Regions from separate parts of the Sus scrofa genome. Here regions 1 and 3 are each linked to region 2. The links are chromatin contacts, called in public HiChIP or PLAC-seq maps. All regions are on one chromosome and are shown on one strand. The core of a region is the stretch at or near the end of the contact, and the rest is flanking DNA. Distances in the headings are between cores, read along the strand shown. Region 1 holds the start of TUBB (tubulin beta class I). Region 2 has its middle 33 kb from the start of IER3. Region 3 holds the start of FLOT1 (flotillin 1).

Region 1 (2,888 bases), core at 89-2,588, 52 kb before region 2:
ATTGTAAATTCTTAACTTTCTCGCTGCCCTAAAACATAAACATTCTATTTTAAGTGAGTGGAGGGGGTCTTACACAACTTGATGTTCTTTTATTTAGAAGATGCCTGAGAAATTTGTGTTGAATCCAATGTGAATTAACAGTGATGATCTTGATATCACAAGTCCTTTATTACAGTGCTTACTGCACTCTATTGTTCATACACTTTTCACCAAATTGCAAGATCCTGGAAGACAAGGAGCTAATTTTTAATCATTTTTGTATCCCTAGTTCCTGATTTGGTGGACACTTAGTATCTATCAAGTGAAGAATTGAAGAATACCACTGAGAAGAATACCACTCAGACTTGAGCACATCCAGTTTTTTTCCCCATGACCCCCGCCCCCCCGCTCCTTTTATTTCAATTCTGAAGATCCTGGAAGGTTTCAAATGGTCAGCCTCCCAGTCAGTGAAATCAATGAAGTGAAAAAAACAGCGACTTCGAAGTGTCTAGGGAGGTAGGCTGGAAGACAATGAAATTCTATCAAGGATCTCACCCCACAGTTTTCGGCTTCACAAGAAGGCAAAGGGTTAAACGCTGCTCGAAGGCCCAGATCTCTCTCACCCCCCACCATGGACGGAGAGTTCTGGCATATCCGTTTCTCTAAACCAACTTATTCTTGAACACATCCTCTACACAATTACTCCTCTATCCCGCAAGGCCCTTGATACAATTTTGTTTCTCTTTCAATATCATCATTAAAAAACTCCCAAGGAAATAGCAAGAGGACAATCCCTTCCTTCTTCCTGAAGTATCTGGAGAAGGAGCGGCTTAGTGGAGTTCATGCTTTAGGTCACCGAAGGACCAGCTGTTAGATAGTAGTGCAGGGTGCCGCATTTCTCCCCAGTTTTCGCTGAGCTAAGCAGTCCAGTGTTCCCAAGAGCTACTGCAGCGTGGAGCTTTCAGGGCGTGCCCCTCCACCTCCCAATGTCTGGCACCCCAGGGTTCCCAATTCCTGTATCCCCGAAAACTACTCTCTTTTTGTTCCAAAAAAGTCAGGCATAGCGGGAAAAAACCCTTGCGCAAGGTTACTTTTCACAAAAACCAAACCAAACCAAACCCCCAAACCCAGTACCCACCCATTCGTCCTTTCATATTGCAGCGTGGACAACAATAGAGGACTACAACTCCCAGGGAGGACTGCGCTCGTCCACCTGAGCAGGGACCAATGGACGTCTGATACATGACAGGCACGAACTAATCAGGACCAGACTCTAAGAGGCTTTGTCTCCTCACGGTGGCGCGGGGCGAGTTCTCCCGCCTCCCGGCCCCCGCGCACGCGCGCCCCGCCCTGCCCGCCTTTCCTCCCGCGCCCTCCCCTCTCCTTTCTCCCTCTCAGAACCTTCCTGCCGCCGTGTTCGGACCTCGCTGCTCCAGCCTCCGGGGCCCGTCCCATCCTTCCAGCCTGCGACCGGGAGCAGAGAAAAACAAAATTACTTATCATTTTCTTGCCCCGTACACACCTTGAGGCGAGCAAAAAGATTAGAATAAATTTTAACAATGAGGGAAATCGTGCATATCCAGGCCGGTCAGTGTGGCAACCAGATCGGTGCCAAGGTAAGATTTTTTTGTTTAACCTCTTTAAACTATATTTCTTAGTGAGAAAGAAAAAAAAACCCAGGTAAATTAAAAAGAATGGTTGTGGAACATTTGCATTCTCCATCCGTAGTCAAGCCTTGCCCCCCAAAAGTTTTATATGTATAAAATACGCGTTTGTAGTTAGGGTCTGCTTTTGAAAAATGGGGAATTCTTTACTCGGCGGGTTCATTTTGGGGAAGCTGTTAAAAGCACCCTGTAGGTTTAGGAGGCGGGAAAACCGAGCTTCTGTAAAATTTTACTTAAAAGGGGATCTCCTAACGGTCCGAGGACTTGGGGAGCTCGAGGGAGATGCGGAAACGGCCGGAGACAAAGCGAGGCGAGGTTTTCCCCATGTGCATTCCCCTTGGCGGGGCTTTGTAGGGCTAAGCTGAAGGGGGAAGGGGCGAGGCTGGCGGGCAGCCGCAGATAGGTCGGATCCAGAGGTGGGGGAACGCGATGCACCAGAGTGGGCTGCAGTACTCGATATCCTTTGCAAAAGCTCAGGGGTCTCCGCGCGCCTGCAATCCCCAAGGGGTGATCGCTCAATTTTTCGTGCTGGAAGGCTAATACGTGCTGGATTAACTTTAGTTCCTTTCATTTACCCTAACGGAGACCCTTTTAGGGCGTGAACAGAAAAATGGGAAAGACGGTGTCCTTTCTTTAAAGGGTCCCTTAGAACTAAAGAGTAGGACAAAAGAAAATCCTCAAAGCAAAGGAGAAAAAAAGGGTAGAAATAAAATTCCGAGGCCAAGAGGGGGAGGGGTTTTTTCCTCTTTGCGCGCGGTTACAGTGTAGCGGGGGAGGGGCGGGGAGGAAGTGCGGCTGCAACGTTGTAGCAGAAGGGCGGGACCCGGGCGCCCCTAGCGCGCGGGGACAATACAGCCTGGCTGGCCGGCGGGGGGCGCACTAGTCCCGCCCAAGCCCCGCCCCTAGCGCTCAGGATTTGCGGTTCGCCCCCGCCCAAGCGCTGCGCCTCCCTTTGTCGGCGGCTTAACCTGCGCGTGCGCTGCCGTCACGTGCAGGGCGGGGGTGGTCGCCTTCTGCATTGGCTCCCGCCCCGGGCTCTTTGTGCCCAGTGTGAGGGGCGGGGAGAGGTTGCGCTTTCCGGAGCTGGTTGATTGCCTCCATCTACTAACCCTGGCGCCCGCGATCGCCGGGCCCTTCCAGCCACACATCTCACAATCAGTGAAAGCTGCACCCTTCCCGGGGGTGCCACTGTCTCGGGGAAGGGTGTGGCAGGCGGAAGGAATGCTGGACCCTAGGGGAGAGCCC
Region 2 (3,019 bases), core at 181-2,680:
CTGCCTTCAAGGATCCCCCAGTCTGACGTGAAACAGTCACATGAGCAGTTAGGATACAATCTGGCCTGTGCAATGACGGAGGGGTCCACTAGGAATATAGGAGAAGGGGAACCAGGCCCTGCTCAGGAGAGTCAGAAAGGGCTTTCTGAGAGACATGGGTATGAGGGTTTGAAGGGTAACTAGGAGTTAGCAAAGGCAGGGTTGCTGAGGGCATGCTGGGCAACAGGAGCCAGCTGGTTGAGGTGACAAGCGACAGGCAGTTTGGTGTTGCTGAAGCCTTGATGCGAAGCTGCTTGCATCAAGACAGTCTGGAGAGGGACCCAAGGGCCTATCACAGGGGCTCGATGTCTTTCACTCAGGGTGGAGGTGGCTGGGAGATTTGGGTGGTTAAGCAAAGAAGTGACACGGTCAGATTTTAGCTAAATAACTGCCTGCTGTGTGGACTGTGGATAGGGGGTAGAATCCCCTTTCTCTTGGGATTGGGCTGAATTCCACCCCCACCCCCACCCCCCCGCCACCCCAGCCCAGGGCCTGCAGGTACACAAGACGGCCTTAAGAACAATCTTCCTAGCCAAGTCTTAGTGAGTGCCGCCACGAGCCCGGCTGTGTTTTATGCGCTGCATGTGGTATAATCACTTATCTTCCTGACAGCCCTGTGAAGAGGGTAGCATTCTTCTTTTTCTTTTTAGGGCCACACCCACAGCATATGGAAGTTCCCAGGCTACGGTTCTAATTGGAGCTGCAGCTGCCAGCCTACACCACAACCAGGGCAATGTGGGATCCATCTAAGCCATGTCTTTGACCTACACCACAGCTCACCGGCAATGCCAGATCCTTAACCCACTTAGCAGGCCCAGGGATCGAACCCACATCCTCATGGATACTAACCAGTCAGGTTCATTACCGCTCAGTGGCACAGGAACTCCCAGGGGTTCTTACCATCCCGCATTGTGACCACGGGGAGGTAACCAGGCACAGAGAGGTTAAATTATGTGTTCCAGCTACACATTCCAGGACAAGCTGCTGAGCTCCAGGATCAACCGTGACCACTCTCCATCTTGTCTCTTCAGGGTCCACCCTCCGGAAGGTTCTCACAGAGGCAGAATGTTGCACTGGCAACCTGCTGCAAGTTTATGAAATCTTTTACACAGATGACCTCATTTCAGCCATGCAACAGTAGCTTCTGTGAGGTAGGTATATTACTCATTGCTAAGAACACCGACTGAAATGATTTGCCAAAGGTTAGAATTTAGGTGGCAGAGACCCAGACTTGCCTTTTTTGACCTCGAGTCCAGTATCAGGTCTCACATTCATTTGTCAGTCGATGCCCCTGCCAGCTTCGCAGTCCACACGCCACGTGGTTCAAAGGTCAGGGCATTTTCCACTCCTACTCAGCTGCCTCCTGTCGAGGAAAATGCTTTTCTGAACTGAGGAAGCGAGTCACAGAGAAATGTGTTGCTGGCATTGATTTCCTCTGATTGGGCAATGGCTTCCGCCATCTGCACCAGGCGACGTCAGCCGTCTGGATTTCAGCCAATGCTCTCCCACCCAGGAAACAGACTTCCGGCCAGGCTCTGAGCCCGCTCTGGCCTCCCTGGAAGGACAGATCTCTCAGTCTGCAAAGTGAAAGACTGAAACTCAGATCTCAGGGAGGGTTTTGCTAAAGGGAAGGAGGTAAAAATGGGGAAGAGGAGTTCAGAGGACACTGGTGAGGAGTGAGCAGATGTCCCCTCTGTGTGGAGCCTGGGGTCTTTCTTGGGGCAAGATGGGGAGGATCCAGGGATCTGACTGGGCGGTTAAGATTTTGTGACTAATAGACTTAAGTAAATTGCAGGGTAGTGGGGGAGAAAGGTAAGCAAAGCTGAGGAAATCTGGAAAAAGTTACACAGAAAGACACAAACACAGAAGGTCAAACATAAGCCAAGAATAGGATGCTGTTCTCAGTCCTCATGTGCCTTTCTGTGGACACTCAGTCTTGAATAAATCAGTAACATGGGAATAAGTAGCCCTTTACTGCTTTACTCTTCGAACTATAAAAACACACCAGTTTAAAAATCTAAATAACAGATAAATAAAGTGGAAATTTTAAACATTCCTTCCCCATCCCAAACCCCACTCTCTAGGCCTGGTTCATAAATATGTCATTTAAGCTATTCCTTCAGCCAAAATTCATCTTATTTAATCCACGCAATGCCCCTATGAGGTAAGAACAATTACTATGCCTTCTTAAACTAAAACTGTGGTAAAATACAGACAATACAGGCTTTACCATTTTGGGGAACTGCAACGGCCACTGAAGATAAGTGGGCCACCCTTGCACTCTGGCCTACCTGACTCACCAGCAGAAGGCGTTGCAGCTTTATTAGCAGGTGCTGGGCCACCTTGATTGTAGTGCATCCACGGGGACAGATATTGGCCCCTTACTTGTTTGATAAGAGCCCTGTTTGAAGACTATAAGAATGAAAGGATTTGGTAAGGGCTACTCAGCTGCTGAGGGAGGCAGAGGAAGAATTAATTCTGCCACAATCAGCATCCACAGCCACTGACCTTCCCTAATTCTTGTGGGGACACCTCTTAGGAGAGCTGTGAGTGTTACAAAGTTCCTTGTGTGGTACTTAGATGACCAACATCCTTCCGAGAAGGTGATGTATCCTAATTTCTTTATCAAGAGAGAGCAGTGGAAGAAACTGCCCAGGAAAAGGTGGCCGTGAGAGGGTAAGAGCCTGCAAGGGACACTTTTTCTTTTTTAATCTCTTTTTAGGGCCACACTGCAGGTTCCCAGGCATAGGGGTCGGAATGGAGCTATAGCCACTAGCCTTCACCATAGCCACAGCATCACCATATCCAAGCCATGTCTGTGACCTACACCACAGCTTATGGCAACGCCATATCCTTAACCCACTGGGCAAGGCCAGGGATTGAACCTGCATCCTCAAGGATGCTAGTCAGATTCGTTTCTGCTGAGTCACGACAGGAACTCCAAGGGATACTTTCTCAGTAGCCCTCAGGCTGAAGCTTT
Region 3 (3,146 bases), core at 387-2,886, 35 kb before region 2:
GTAGTGACCAAGTGACCCCGTCTCTCTCACCCGGATCCCAGCATCTCTCTTGGCCTCTGCTTCCCCAATCCGAGCATCTTTTTGGACTTGAGCTGTTCGGGCCTTCCCCAAGGAGTGCAAATAGTCCTGTGGGAGCAATGGAGAAATCAGAGTCCTTGGGAGGGTTTAGGAGATGGGGGCAGGGCTGTGGAGAGGAGCCACTGCCTGGGTTTACCTGATCATCGTGAATGTCCTTCAGGGTGTAGCTGACCACGCTGATGCCCATGTTGACCAGGTCTGAGGAGGCCACTTTGAAAACTTGCTCAGAGAATTTCTGCCTGTCCTTATAGATTTCCTAGGATAACAGGAAGAGAGGTGGATGTTCTGTTGTGGCTCAGGGGTAATGAGACCGACTAGTATCCATGAAAATTAGGCCTTGATCCCTGGCCTCACTCAGTGGGTTAAGCACCCAGCATTGCTGTGGCTGTGGTGTAGGCCGGCAGTGGTAGCTCTGATTCCACCCCTAGCCCGGGAACTTCCTTACGAAGCCCTAAAAAGCAAAAACAAACAAAAAAGACACGAGAGAGGGAAGGAGGAACGTAAGTGCTCGGATCCCCTGGCCACTGTCTCCTACAGGTTAGCTCAGTCCTTAACCCCCCACTCCCACCCCAGCATCCTTTACAGATCTTTCCGGGCCCTCAGGCCCACCTCCACAGTCATGTGGGCCATGATAGCCCTCTGGTGGCCCTCCAGCGTCTCCAGTGCGATGTGGGCAATCTCAGCCTCCGTCTTCCCCAGGAACATCTGGCAGGCAGCCGCCAACATCTCCTTGTTCTGGCCCTGGATTTTCACCTGTAGCCAAAATACGGTTAGGGATAACCTAAAGGTCTCATGAAGCCAGGGGGAAGCTGGGAGAAAAGTGGGGAGAAGTCAGGTGCCTTGGGAGTCACTGGAGAAGTGGAGACATTTCTCATCTGCAGAGGTTGGGAAAGCCACGGTCAGAAGAATCTTAACGTCTGGGGATAGAGAAAGTGACAGGGGAGTAGGCTTTGAGGGAAAGGCTCTGAAAGCCTCACCTGGGCAATGCCAGTGACTGAGATGGGGACCCCATGGCGAGTGTAAACCTTTTCACTCTTGACATTGAGAGTCAATGTGTTGAGAGAGATCCTAGGGAAAAAGAAGGAGTGAACAGTGTGAAAAGGAGGAAAGAGAGAAGACAAGGGTTCCCTTTCCTTAGTTCTCCTCTCACCTACCTCTGGATTTGCTGGATGCAGGGCAGGACAAAGACACGACCTCCAGCCACCATGACTGGGGGGCTCCGGCAGAAACCTGGAAGGTCGAGAGGCAGTGGGCTGTGGTGGCTGGTGGCCAAAGTAGAGCTGGAACGTGGAAGAGAGAACTGGGCAAGGGCGGGGGGGCATCCCCACGAGGAAATCCGGGAGCGGGCGGGGCAGGGGGCGGGGAGCCTGGGCCTTGGAAGGGTATCGCTTGCAGCCGTGAGGGGTGGTGTGGGCGGAAGGCTTGGCGCTGGGGAGCTGGTAGGGAGAGGAGGAAGGGGCCTCTGCAGGGACGGAGGGGGGTGCGGGTCACTAGATGAGATGAGAACAATACTTACCAGAGACCACCATGGCCTCGTTTGGGCCACAGGTGAAAAACATGGCTCAAGGTGGAGCTGGAGGAGGGGGATAGAAAGCCTTTGCAGATCGGAAGGGGCGCCGTGGAGTACACAGGAGTAAACCTCTTCCTTTTCCCTGGCAGTCCCGCCCAGTCTGTGGCCGCAGCGGCCCAGTCGCTTCCTCACCCATGGATCCGCTAAGGCTTTTTCCCTGTGCAATTTCGCAGATCCCCAGCGACTGCCTGCTCCCTGCCCCTTGCTGTCCCTGCCCCACCTTCAGAAATGACTGTTTCTCCCTTCTCCCAGCCCCTAAAGGCCCCCAGACCCTTGCACCACCCTCCCCGCTCCTCCGCAGCCCGACTCCATCTCCCCTCCCCCAACTACCTTCCTGGACGCAGGCGGCGGCCGGGCAGGGGTCCCTGGCAGGGCGGGGGCGCGCAAGGGACCCGTGCGCGAAGCAGGGGAAGCTCGCGCAAGGCCTTTCAAGAAGCGGGATCTGGCTTGGCGCCCGCGCCCCCTACCCGGCCACACCCTGTTGCTGCGGCAGACACGACCCCGCCCCCCGCAGCACCCCACCCGCCCCCGGCGCTCGGCCCGCCCCTTTCCCGGCAGGCCCTGCTCCGGCCCGCAGCTCGCAAGTTCCCCGCCCACCCCTGCGGCCGAGCGAGCCACGAGTGGGACTGGGAGCCCCGCCTCACGCCCCTCCCCACGCTCCGCCCCAGCGCGCGGGACGTGACCTTCGTGTGTCCCGCACCCCGGGGTGAGAGATTGACTCATCTCGGATTTGCCCCGCAGAAACTAACTGGGAATACCGCAGACTGGGCAACGAACGACAGCATCCGGTCACCGGATGCTGGGTTCCGAGCCTCGAGTCTCGGGGCGGGAGCCCAGGGCCCCCGGGAGGAGAGCCCTCTGGGGATGTGGTCGTGGCTCCTCCCGCCCGGCCCTGGAGCCTGAAGTCTATGAGGAGTGGGCATCACCGCTTGCAGAGACACTCACATGACTGTTGACAGTAAATCAAGTTTATTTGTGTTCACAGAACATACTGGGCGACCCCACAGCCGCCCTCTGACAGCCCACTCACCCCCGCAGCCACCCCTTGGGGGCAACTTCAAGGAGATCGAAGGCCAAGGACAATATTTCCACGGTCCCCCGAAGCCTCACATAGTAGAGCCGAGAGTTCAGATGCTGGAGGACCTAAAGTGTCACCCGCTAAACCTAGGACCCACCACCGTCTTCGATTCCCAGCCCGGACCCGAGTTTTCTCCATCCCTCTCCCACCCTCCCTCAGTTCTGGTGCTTGCCTCCACCAATCCCACAGAACTCAATAAATACCCAGAGATCTGCACTTGCAGCAGGGAGCACATCTCGCTCCGCAGCATAAGTTAAAATAAATATTAGGTGCCCCCCTCCATCACCTAGGGGGACATACATAAATACATATAAATATTATTAGGAGCAATGAGAAATAAATTAACAACAGTCTTCCTCCCCATCCGGCCCAGCCCCAGCGTGTCGGTGCCTGTCTCTCCCAGGCTCCCAGGGCGGGCGT

Evidence for each region. HiChIP or PLAC-seq counts read pairs in DNA pulled down with a chosen protein or histone mark.
Region 1: a contact with region 2 is called in an H3K27ac HiChIP or PLAC-seq map of alveolar macrophages. The contact joins the promoter of TUBB here to the enhancer-like site in region 2. A contact is called at or near these places in 14 of 47 Hi-C or Micro-C datasets (adipocytes, alveolar macrophages, blood and 9 more) and 2 of 2 datasets of contacts at active chromatin or transcription factors (alveolar macrophages and skeletal muscle).
Region 3: a contact with region 2 is called in an H3K27ac HiChIP or PLAC-seq map of alveolar macrophages. The contact joins the promoter of FLOT1 here to the enhancer-like site in region 2. A contact is called at or near these places in 3 of 5 promoter capture datasets (fetal liver and liver), 26 of 47 Hi-C or Micro-C datasets (adipocytes, alveolar macrophages, blood and 14 more) and 2 of 2 datasets of contacts at active chromatin or transcription factors (alveolar macrophages and skeletal muscle).

The regions. Positions count from the first base shown.
Region 1 is chr7:23,246,489-23,249,376 of Sscrofa11.1, forward strand. It overlaps TUBB (tubulin beta class I), which reads left to right and starts at 1,339. Exons shown (of 4, transcript NM_001044612.1): 1 at 1,339-1,595. The coding sequence starts at 1,539. It also overlaps a transcript of MDC1 not described here.
Region 2 is chr7:23,298,466-23,301,484 of Sscrofa11.1, forward strand. No RefSeq gene overlaps it. Among named protein-coding and RNA genes, the nearest start is that of IER3, 33 kb to the left of the region's middle. Within about 2 kb of position 1,431, at least 51 of the 83 cell types and tissues checked have an H3K27ac peak or open chromatin away from gene starts, as enhancers often do. A contact at or near this core is called in alveolar macrophages, fetal liver, fetal skeletal muscle and 5 more, where this site is marked.
Region 3 is chr7:23,262,962-23,266,107 of Sscrofa11.1, forward strand. It overlaps FLOT1 (flotillin 1), which reads right to left and starts at 1,637. Exons shown (of 12, transcript NM_001128483.1): 1 at 1,595-1,637; 2 at 1,233-1,308; 3 at 1,056-1,146; 4 at 688-831; 5 at 215-334; 6 at 31-126. The coding sequence starts at 1,637. IER3 (radiation-inducible immediate-early gene IEX-1) reads right to left here. Exons shown (of 2, transcript XM_001927551.4): 2 at 2,599-3,146.